3 separate regions of the Mus musculus genome follow, and regions 1 and 3 are each linked to region 2. A link is a contact called in public HiChIP or PLAC-seq and promoter capture Hi-C data. All regions are on one chromosome and are shown on one strand. The core of a region is the stretch at or near the end of the contact, and the rest is flanking DNA. Distances in the headings are between cores, read along the strand shown. Region 1 holds the start of Tmem115 (transmembrane protein 115). Region 2 holds the start of Usp19 (ubiquitin specific peptidase 19). Region 3 holds the start of Actl11 (actin-like 11).

Evidence for each region. Promoter capture Hi-C pulls out the DNA fragments that hold promoters and counts their contacts. HiChIP or PLAC-seq counts read pairs in DNA pulled down with a chosen protein or histone mark.
Region 1: an H3K4me3 HiChIP or PLAC-seq map of bone marrow-derived macrophages shows a contact between it and region 2, with 5 times the contacts expected there. The contact joins the promoter of Tmem115 here to the promoter of Usp19 in region 2. A contact is called at or near these places in 1 of 39 promoter capture datasets (liver) and 1 of 115 datasets of contacts at active chromatin or transcription factors (bone marrow-derived macrophages).
Region 3: a promoter capture Hi-C map of hematopoietic stem and progenitor cells shows a contact between it and region 2, with 4 times the contacts expected there. The contact joins the promoter of Actl11 here to the promoter of Usp19 in region 2. A contact is called at or near these places in 10 of 39 promoter capture datasets (3T3-L1-derived adipocytes, the SN4741 cell line, cranial neural crest and 7 more) and 2 of 9 other capture datasets (adipose tissue and macrophages).

The regions. Positions count from the first base shown.
Region 1 is chr9:107,532,090-107,535,326 of GRCm38.p6, reverse strand. It overlaps Tmem115 (transmembrane protein 115), which reads right to left and starts at 1,382. Exons shown (of 2, transcript NM_019704.2): 1 at 1-1,382. The coding sequence starts at 848.
Region 2 is chr9:108,488,739-108,492,455 of GRCm38.p6, reverse strand. Usp19 (ubiquitin specific peptidase 19) reads right to left here and starts at 1,780. Exons shown (of 27, transcript NM_027804.4): 1 at 1,561-1,780. It overlaps Lamb2 (laminin, beta 2), which reads right to left. Exons shown (of 33, transcript NM_008483.3): 28 at 3,582-3,717; 29 at 3,082-3,289; 30 at 2,862-3,003; 31 at 2,503-2,679; 32 at 2,251-2,410; 33 at 1,926-2,172. The coding sequence ends at 2,036.
Region 3 is chr9:107,926,715-107,930,386 of GRCm38.p6, reverse strand. Actl11 (actin-like 11) reads right to left here and starts at 1,918. Exons shown (of 1, transcript NM_026338.3): 1 at 1-1,918. The coding sequence starts at 1,907.

The DNA of each region.
Region 1 (3,237 bases), core at 133-2,632, 960 kb after region 2:
CTGCGCTCCGCATCTTGAGGGTCTGTGCCTGGGAGGCTGATAGTGATGGACGACGGCGCTCCCACATCGTAGCGCTTCACTGTCTTCTGGCATATCTTTACTTTCACCAGGAGGCCGTGCACCAAGTTCGCTAGCAGCCCCACCACCGGTTGCAGGATCTCCGGGAAGAAGGTGGCAAAAGCAAAATGGTCAGCCATGTCCCCTCGGCCCCGGCTATGGCGCTGATAGAAGCGAAGATACACCCAACTGGATAGCAGCCCAAAGCCGTAGGAAGCCAGGGCTGGGCTCTGGAGCAGCGTGGCCAACCGGAGGAGTAGCAGCAACGCCAGCAACAGCATGGGAACGACGCTGACGCGGACCTGGGGCACTCGCAGAACCACACAGTCTCCCATAGTTTGCTTGAGGGCTACCAGAACACCACCTAGGAAACCCAGGGCGCCGTGGATACGAATAGTGAACAGGTAAACCAAGTTGAAGGAAGCCATGTAGGTGAGGAGGTAGGCGAGGGCCCCCAGAAGCCCCACTGACACATTCACCACCGAGAAGAAGATGAGCAGCTCCAAGGCTCCCCAGAGGGGCTCCAGTAATCGCCCGGCCACAACCACTGTGGCCAGGCTAATGGCCACGTCCCACACGTGCTGTTCCATGAGCCCGTGGGTGGCCAGGGTCCAGATCCAGAAGTTGGGTGGGAAAAGGTAGCCTGGGGTGACGGCCAGGCAGCCCGTGTCCACAGCGAAGGAAAGCAGGTAGAGAAACAGTACCACGGCGCACAGTGCCTTCACCACCACGCTGGCGCTGGCCAGGATGGCCCCCAGATGTTGGCGGGCACCAGGTAGGGCGCGTTGCATCTTCCTGGCGGACGTTGGCTTAAGGGAATGTGTGGAAGGTGGCCTAGGGGCCTCCCCGGGGCCTCGTCCCAGTTCGGCCCCGACGGGAGGCCCGGGCCCGGCTACTTCACTGGCTTCTGTTCCGTGGGAAGGCTCTGGTTCCGGTTTGATCCGGTTGTAGTTCCAAAGCGAGGAGAAAGTCTTCTTGCCGGGGACCTGTCGTTAGGCCCTGGGTAGCTTGGGCTCGCCTGCCTGCGGGTTCCGTCGGCCCAGCGGCCAGGCTAGCGTTAATCTCAAGGCTAGGCTTCCTCCATCCACTCTGAGACTCTGCGATCTGCGGGGAACTGGTGCCTCGTTCCGGCCCAAGTCAAGCCCGTTTAGCTCCGGCTGGGCTAGGGTTTTGGCTTGACGGTACCTCCTCCCCTCTCCGGGGCCGACAAACAGGGGCGCCGCGCCTGCGCGCCCCCGCCGGCGGCCGCGGCAGTACGCCCTCTGAGCGCTTGCCTTCCGGCTTCTCGGCATGCTGGGATACGGAGTCCTTGGGACCTAGCCGACCGGTTTCTTCATAGAACCACAAGTCCCAGAAGCTGTGCGCCGACCGGTCCCGTAGAGTGTACGGGCTAGGGAGCTTGGGAGTTGTAGTTTTCAGTGCTTACTCCTCCAGTTCTTAGGAGTTATGGAAGTTGAGATCAGTATTCCTGATGCAGTAAAGGGAGGTGTTAAGTGGGCGGGTTCAAGAGGTAGCACCGCCTTGGGCCACACACACTTGCTCAATTCTTTGGAGGAGATTGGCTCTATTTAGGATTTGTACAGGTACAGCAGTGTCTTTGTAAGCAGGTACATAAGAATGTGAACGGTTCTGATGAGTTGTACCAACGTGTGTGAACTAACCAGAAACTGTCGTCTGGCAAGTGAAGCCTAAGATGGGCTTGTTCAGTCATTTGTAGTCACTGTGTTATTGACCAAGTTCCCCGCTGCAATTTCAGGAGCCTTAAAAATGATGATGATGGCAGGCTCTTCCTATCTTAACGATCAAAGAAGGCAACTGTGTAAACGACTTGCCATTGTTGTATTGGGTGTTCGTTCACATTGTCCTTGTTCCAGCGAATTGTACTTGTAATTGTACATGAACTTTCCACCTAAGGGGGAATAAGGGTCAAGGCTGTGCTACTTCAGCGACTCTTTTCCCACTTGATTCCACTGGACAGAGAAATCTCCCTTGAGCTGGAGCGATGGATTAGCGGTTAAGAGCACTGACTGCTCTTCTAGAGGACCTGGGTTCAATTCCCAGCAACCACATGGCAGCTCATAACTGTAACTCCAGTTCCAGGGTTTCTGACACCCTTACACAGACACACATGCAGGCAAAACACCAATGAACATTAAAGAAAAAATATATTTAAGTCTCTCTATAAGTGCCAAGTTGGTCTAGGCTCAACTTTATGCTATAGTGGCTGTCAACAGGGTGTTTGAGATGTATTTAAAAGTTATTTTATAGCCGGGCGTGGTGGCACACACCTTTAATCCCAGCACTCGGGAGGAAGAGGCAGGTGGATTTCTGAGTTCGAGGCCAGCCTGGTCTACAAAGTGAGTTTTAGGACAGCCAGGGCTATACAGAGAAACCCTGTCTCGACCCTCCCCCACCCCCAAAAAAGTTATTTTATTTACATGTATGTGTGTCTTTGTGTGTATATGCCGTTAAGTGTGCAAGCCACCACAGAGGCCACAGCATGTCGGAAGCTGGATTTCTGAGCCACCAGATGTGGGTGCTGGGGTACAGGTTCTCTGTAAGAGCATCAGGCATTATTAACTATGGAGTCATCTCCCCAACCCTGAGATTTTTGTTATATATATATATATATATATATACACACACATATATATATACACACATATATATGCATATTTTTAAATGTGATTAATTATATTACAAGGGACTTTATTATAAAATCCCCTTTTAGCTATTGATCTCAGTACAACTGCCTGTGTGTTCAAAACTACCTTTCACCTTTTATTTTTGTCTGGGGTTAGGGTTCCTACTGTATGCCATATACCAGTGTTTGCTAAGTTTGACTTAGCAAATCAAAATACAGAGTTACTGGGCAGTGGTGGTTCAAGCCTTTAAGGTTGATCTCTGTGAATTGGAGGCCAGCCTGGTCTACAGAGTTAGCTCTAGGACAGCAAAGGCTATACAAAAAACTCCCTAAAACAAAACCCAAACTAAAAACCAAAACCCAAAACAAAATAGAGTCAAATACTTAATCAGATTTGATTTTTGAATAAACAATTTTCAGGAGAGGGACATCCCATGCCATATTACACACACACACACACACACACACCCCAAAACAAAACAAAACAAAACAAAACAAAACAAAACTAAAACAACTCATTTGTTCCTATAGAAGCA
Region 2 (3,717 bases), core at 531-3,030:
CACGAGTCACTGCCAAGGCCAAGTGATCTGCTCCCTGCCTACAAGGGCTGAGCAACGCAGGCCTCTCTGAACCCTAATGGGCAGGATTCTCACCAGCTGAGGCAGCCATGCGCACTGTGAGGCTACCCTGTGAGGAAATAAATAATTCAAGCAGTGGCAAGTGCTTCAGGCCACGCCTCCTGGGTATCTACAGAAACCCACAACGCTGGAAGGCTGCACTGAGGAAGTGCTAGGTCAAGGCAGTTGTGGCCTGGGACCAGGATCATCCTCTGGATGAGAGCCATGGCTCCAACCCACAGGTCTGCACTCTGAGCAGCCTGCTCTGCTTCCTTCACTCTCGCCGGCTGCTTAGTCACCGCCAGACAAGTAGAGAGTGAAGGAGTCAGGCAGCAGAGAGGGAGACCAAGGAATAGTCAGAGCAGCAGAAGGGCAGACTCTGAAGCTGAAAACGGCCCCAGGTGCTGCCACTAACCAGAAAGGCTCTGGTACTAAAGCATCTAGTCTGCTTCCTGCCGGCTCCTATTTTTTGCCATAAACCAGCTCCTGAAACTTGATCTTTTGTTTCCACCTAAAGAAGGATCGATCTCTCTCTCCTCAGCCTTAAAGATTAGGAGTGGAGGCGGGTGGTGGTGGCGCACGCCTTTAATCCCAGCACTTGGGAGGCAGAGGCAGGCGGATTTTCTGAGTTCGAGGCCAGCCTGGTCTACAGAGTGAGTTCCAGGACAGCCAGGGCTACACAGAGAAACCCTGTCTCGAAAAAAAAAAAAATGAGGAGTGGACTCCAGTTTTAAGACACGGTGATAGGCTTAACAACGAAACAGACATCACCCCTGTCTCCAGGTTCCTTCCTTCATCATCAGCTCTGAGCCACGGAGGCCTGATCTGTTTCCCACCTGTGTGTGGATTCGGGCTCCCTCCATCCAAAGTGAAGTTCTCAAAACTAGTGAGGGTGGAGATGGAACGTAGACCTAGTACTAGCCCTGGCAGCCTCAAGCCCGGCTTGCGAGACGAAGGAGATTGAACTGTAGCCTGTGTTCCCTTAGGGGAGAGTGGGGTGATAAAAATACCCTTGGACGATAAGAGTGATGAGCGGAATCTTTAGTGACAGTCCGTCCAGGCCTCTGGGCAGAGCACCCGCCGTTTCCTCCTTACACCGAGGCCCGATTCACAGCCGGAATCCCTCCCCCATGCTCTGAAAGCCGTCGAAGCGGCAGAGAAACTATCCGGAGATCCCAGCTGGTTAGAGAAGCTGCGCAGAGTTACTGAACGCAGACCAACGCCCCGGCTAGGATGCTGCCCTCCTCCAGCCTCCGAATCCCAGGCCTGCCACCACCTCCTCCAGGAAGCCACCCTCGCTCGCCGCTAATCCTCTTAAAAACAGAGAGGCCGGCCACAGGGGTAGCATAACGGCTCGGTCGGCATCGGTAGGCCGAGCACGCCGCGAGGCTCGAGATGTCGGGGCTGGCACGGCCCGTGACCTTGAACAGGCCCGCCCCGGGCCAACCTTGCGGCCTTCCCCCGCTGCGGCCAAACCGGCGACTTGAGGCCCACACCACTCACCGAGCGAGACCGCCGCCACCAGCCCTCTTCGGGCCCTGGCAACACGCTCTCGATTCCGGTTCCGGCGTCGGGTCGGTTCCGGTTCCGGCGCGCCCCTCCCCCGTCCCGGCTCCTCCGCCACCGCCGCCTTCGCCGCTGCTTCAGCCGCTTGTTTTGTTTCGACTTCTAGCTACGGCTACGGGAGGCGGGGTGCCGAGCTGATGACGCACTTCCGGCAAGAGTGGGAGCTCTTGGTGAAGGGCAGCTTTGGGGAGGGCGGGAAAGGAAGAGGAGGGGTTCCGGTGCTCGGCCTCTGCTGGTAGCCTACAGCTGATGGCGTGTATAAAGGTCCTCCGCCCCTCCCATCAAAGGCCAGACAACACAGAGGAGGTTCACACAGGTTTATTGAAAGCTCTTGCTAGCCAGGAGCTCTTTAATGTGCGGACGATCGTGTGCAGAACAGTGCTTGGCGACAAGGCTAGGCCCTAGGGAGTGGTCACTGGCAGGTGTTGTAGATCTGGACCTGCAAGTTGATGGCCTGGAGCACACTGCGCATCCTGGCTTCCAGCCCATCCAGCTGGGCCGCTTTGCCCTCCAGTGCACGCTCGTTCTCCTCATATGTGCCCTCCAGCTCTAGAAGGGTCAAGAAATAGTTCAAGTCTTTTCTCACGCAAGCCCACCTTTCTAGCTCCCGCCCACCATGGTCCTCACCCTGTAGCCGCTGCAGCTTATCCTGAGCGGCCTGCAACAGGTCCCGAGCCTCATCCCGCAGTTGTTCTGCCCTGGCTTGTGCAGCCAGAACACCTTCAGCCTTCCGCTCTGCCAACGCCCTCACTGTTTGGTATTGGTCACCTACTTGTTCCCGTAGTTGCTGCAGATGTAAGAGGCAGGGTCGGTATACTAATTCAGTGGAATTCTAACTATAATACCCCTACCCCATCCAGAGGGCTTCGCCCAACCCACTTTCTCAGCCTCCCTGGCACGGCTCTGGGCACTGCCTGCTGTTTCTTCCGCTGTAGATGCTGCCAGGCTATTTCCTGCCCGTTTCAGTTTCAGGGCCTCCAGGAGGGCGTCTAATTGCCGAGCCCGCTCACCGGCAGAGTTCAGAGACTTCTCTGCACCTGCCATCCTCTCCTGGACCTGCCACAGAAAGGCCCAGGTTTAACAAATCCACCTTTAGTACCAGCAACTGAGAAGGAGAAGCAAGTTGATCTCTGTAACTTCCAGGCTGCCCAGGGCTACACAGTAAGACCTCCCTGTCCCAGACAAAGCAAGCCAGATCCTTAGTACATGCCCATCACCTCGTCCTAAGGAAGTCATACCCGCTGCAGGGTCTGCTCTGTGTTTTGTGTGTCAACCACTGCTCCCCAGATGGCACCCTGAGCAGCTCCTTGTGCCCTCTGAGCCTCCTCCAGTGCCGCTTGGACTGTCTCTGCCTTCTGTCTCTCACCCTCGGCCCGGCTCCTGAGGAAGAGGGGAGATCAGGGTCTACAGGTATCAGGACCAGGTTTCAGGAATGGGGACCAGGCTTGGGGGTCAGACCGTGCCCGGTGCGCATCTTGCAGTAGCTGTTCAGCCCGACGCACGTCGCCCATGGTATGGGCCAGGATTGTGTCCACGTCGGCCAGGCTTCGGACGCGTTCTGCAATCTCACTGGCTAGGCGCTGGATCTGCTCGGGTGAGGCCGGGATGGAGATGTCTAGCACCCGAGTCGCTACCATTTCAATACTGTCAGGATCGGCTCCCTCCTCTATGGAGACACAGGCAAGGGCTTAACAGTCTCTCCTGCATGACCTTGGGAACACAATCTTGGTATTCTGGGGTCTCAGACTGCACATGCAATAGGAGTTTGCTAACAGGCATAAGGATGTAACCAAGGAACAGGGACTATATAAGGGACACAGACTTAGGGACATTGACTGGACAGGGACTCAGGGCCAGACATAGGGTTATAAACACATGTCCATTGCAGACACCGAGACTCAAGTACACACAGACACAAGGGAAGCAAGCACATGGCCTGGGCCACATGGGAGGCTCACGGCTGAGGAAGTCTTTCACATTCTGGATAAGTTCTCGAAGCTCCTGATTGGCCTGTTCCACCTGGCCCCTGGAAGCATTAGCCTTGTCCAGGGCTGCCTGTGCTCGCTGCTGTGCCTCTTCTGCCTGCCGACGAGT
Region 3 (3,672 bases), core at 669-3,168, 560 kb after region 2:
TGTCCAGTACCTTCAGCCTGAGGAACACTAGGGTGAGCTGCTTGCTGGTTAGTGCTGCCTGCTTTCTCCTGGAGTGGCGATCTGGACACTACCTGGATATCGACTGTTGAAACAGGATCTGGCTTTATCCACTGCAACTTCCTAGGCTGGACCGTGGGACTGTCCAGCTTCCAGATAGTGTGGTCGGTGCCCATCTTTTCAGCATCAGATTTGGGCCAGCTAGGATCAGGAACTTGGGCTGATATCTTTTCACCATATTGGATGGGTGTCCCCGGTACAACAGGTCTGGCAAGCATTCTGATAGGGCTTTCGGTGCCAGGGGAAGTCCGTGGCTCTAGATTATGTTTGGCCTCCTTGGAAACCAGGGCTACCTCTCGGTAGCTTCCAGCTGAGAGACTGGAGGGTACAGGGCTAGACAGCACGGCTGTGGTAGACCAGAGGCTGGGGTGATCACTGTTAGGGGAGAGAATTGGCCTGGATAATGACCAAGCAGACAGCGTATTATCAGAAACATGATTTGATGGGTGGCTGGGTGTGAGACCTACAAGCACTGCCCGTGAGCCCATGGGATCATGGCACAACAACCCCATCCTTGTATTGCCTGTGGCCATATCAAATACCAGCACATGGTCTTCTACAGCATCCTGGAGCTGGCAGGTTGGGGCGCCAGAAATGGGACTCTGTATGACTCCTCTGGGAGACTGGGGAAGGGAATGCTTGCTGTAGGCTCCTTGTAGGACCGGCAGTGGCACGTTAGAGCAGTTGTTGTTGTTGCAGGCATTGGGGGGCTGCTTGTCTGGATGAGAGCTGCAAACCTTGTGGCTATTCTCCTGTATCTTGAAAGAGTCTAGAGGCTCTGAGGTTGATGTTAAGGTGTCTAGCCTGGAGACTAGACACTTCTTTGCAGGGTACTCAGATTGCTGGATTGGCACCTGCACCTTGGCAACTTCTTGGTCCTGGATTTTGGGTGAAAATTCTGCTGGACTAGATGTTGGAGTGGGAGGAGTCTCCTTAAGGAAAAAATATACTTTGTCCTTTTTGGAAGGATCTGAGAGAACAGACAATTGGTTGCCCCCGTTCCTTAGATCAAGAGGCAGGTCTTTAGCGGCTGCAGTGGTATTAGTCAGGTAGTTGGGACTATAGGTGTAAGGTTTAACTGCGGCAGGTGCTGGTAATCCGTTGACAGCTGCGACAGAAGCTGGCACTGAGGTTGGAAGAGGCAGTGACGGTGAAGAAGTCGCCTTGTTTAGGGTGGGAGACTGAGCCAGACATGGACACTTGTCTTGCCTCTGATCTTGGACTGGAGCCTGAGTCAGAAGAGGTGCTTGACCTTCAACTACACCACTCTCTCCCGAGAGGAAGTAGGGTAGCCATCGACTCTTTCTGGAGCCCTCAGAGGCCATCTGGCCAATGTTACAGGTTCCTTTGCCCCAGCCTACCAGGACTTTAGCTGGAGCCTTGCTCTCCCTCCCAATCTGTAACTGATTCTGGGAGAGGTTGAATCTGTACTGGGCTTTGTCATCTGTGCCGTTGTTGTCTGGGGGCATTGGCAGAGTCTGAGTCCCATCATCCATGAGGAGATGCTCCTGGGTTCCCACAACGGGGTTTGGGTATGGGTTAGAAGAGAATCTCGAGGTGTCCTGGGAGGCCCGTGCATAGTCACACTGGGAGTTGACCTGAGCAGAATTATGGAGTAGTTGAAGCATGGGTTGAGAGGCAGGAGCCTGAGAGGTTGAGTTGATGGCCCCGGTGGAGAGTGACAGCCCTTGCTTCGAGTAGAGGGATTTAGGGTTCATCCATGGTCCCTGGGACACTTTGAAGCCACCCGTTAGCTGCTGGCTGCTAGGCAGTGGATGGCCCTGGGGGCCCGATGGATCAGGGCCCCCCACCTTCTTGGTGTCTTCCATAGTCCTGCTCCATGCCCTAGGTGCCCTGCCCCCACTTCATTGCCATGGTGACCCCACACAATCACTGCCCCCAGTGACCTGGAGAGTGACAACATATGAGATAACAGGGGCCCCACCCCCTGAAGACAGGAGGCTTCCCTGAGGACTTTAGGAGGTGGGGACTTTAGGACTTCTGTAGGCCAGCTTTGTCCCTTCTTTATGAACCAGTGACCACTCTACCCCAGACCAGCCCCTCAGTGAGGGCAGTGTCTCAGAGAGGGCCAAGGTAAGGTCAAGGGAGAAGAATAGTAGAATAGTCAGGGGAGACGGAGGGTTTCTCTGACACTGGGCCCTTTGCTAGAGCAAAGCCTCTTACTACTTAAGTCTAAGAGACAGAAGAGGGTGAGGGACCCAGACTCAGCCTCCGGCTCCCCTCTCCTGTGTTCCCTGCTTCCGCTCCCGCTCCAGGGACAGCAGCTCCTTGGCAGTCTCTGCTGCTCCAGATGGTTTTCCTCTGCTTGTGCCTCATAGAGCCCCCTCCCCAGAGCCACATGTCCCTGAAGCCCAGGGCCAGTATCTTGGAGGAGTGGGTATGGGGGTGGTGGAGGTGGAGCCTCTCCTCAGAATCTTCAAGTTGTAATGTTCTAGCTCTTGTCACATTGTGTCAGTTTCATCCTGGCCAGAAGGAGAGCATAGCGGTAGGCACAGGGCTAGGATGCAGTAGCCGTAGTGTTAACTAAGTGGCAATTACAAATTACAAGATGGAATGGTGGGGATCTGGTAGGAAGAGGGCCAGCTTCACAATGAGAACATGGCAAATAGGAGACTGAACACACAGTGTGTATGTTCAGAACAGTACTGTATATATAGCAAAGACAAGCTAGACAAAGCCTTGATATGAGTAGACATGTTAAAAAAAATAAAGGAAGCTTTTAGGCTTGATCAGTAACCCTCCTTCTCACCCCCCCCCCTGCCCCGCCCCAGCACACTTTCTTTAATGGGGAAACAGGAATAGGGAGGAATCATCCCTTAGACCCAGGGCCACCCTGAGGGTCCACACAGCTCTGCAGCCAGAGAACAGGTCATTCACACCCGACTACTGGACATTCTGCCTCGGGCCATCAAACCCTCCTTCCTCCTCCAGCTCTGAGCTAGCCGGCTGCTAACTCTATCTTCCAGGGCTCTGATCCCCTCAGGGCTCAGTCTTTCCACCCAGGAAAGAGGTTTGTGGAGAACGCAGCTGTAGGCTTGCCCTCCTCCGAAGCAACATGTTTTCACAGAGGTTAAAAATAGTGTTTACAGTTGGCTGTGGGGTGCTAGGCTGTGTGACCGACCAGGGACTAAGGCTGCACTGCGCTGCATCTGCACCTTTTTGATTGGCTGATGAGCAGAGCCTGACTCAGCCGCATTCCAGGCCCCTTGTGCCACCCTCCCTCTTCAGTTAAGATAGGGAATAGGTTGCTTGGATGCCAAGGAACCAAACTGCTTATCACTGTGCTATGGCCGGGGAAGGTGGAAGAGACTATGGGTCTGCAGGCTCTCTCAAACACACTCATCCTTGCAGAAGATTATTCATCTCTGGTCTGAGCAAGCTCCTTGGTTTTTCATGATGAAGAAACCGGCAGCAGCCGCTAATATCTATGTAATCTCAAAGTTGAACTGTACCTGGGAAGAACGGGGGTGGGGTGGGGTGGGGTGGGGGTGGGGTGGGAGGGAATGAAGTGGGATGTCCTAAGAGACATCCCGCCCCAACCCCGACCCCAACCCCGACCAGCCCCCTGCTCAA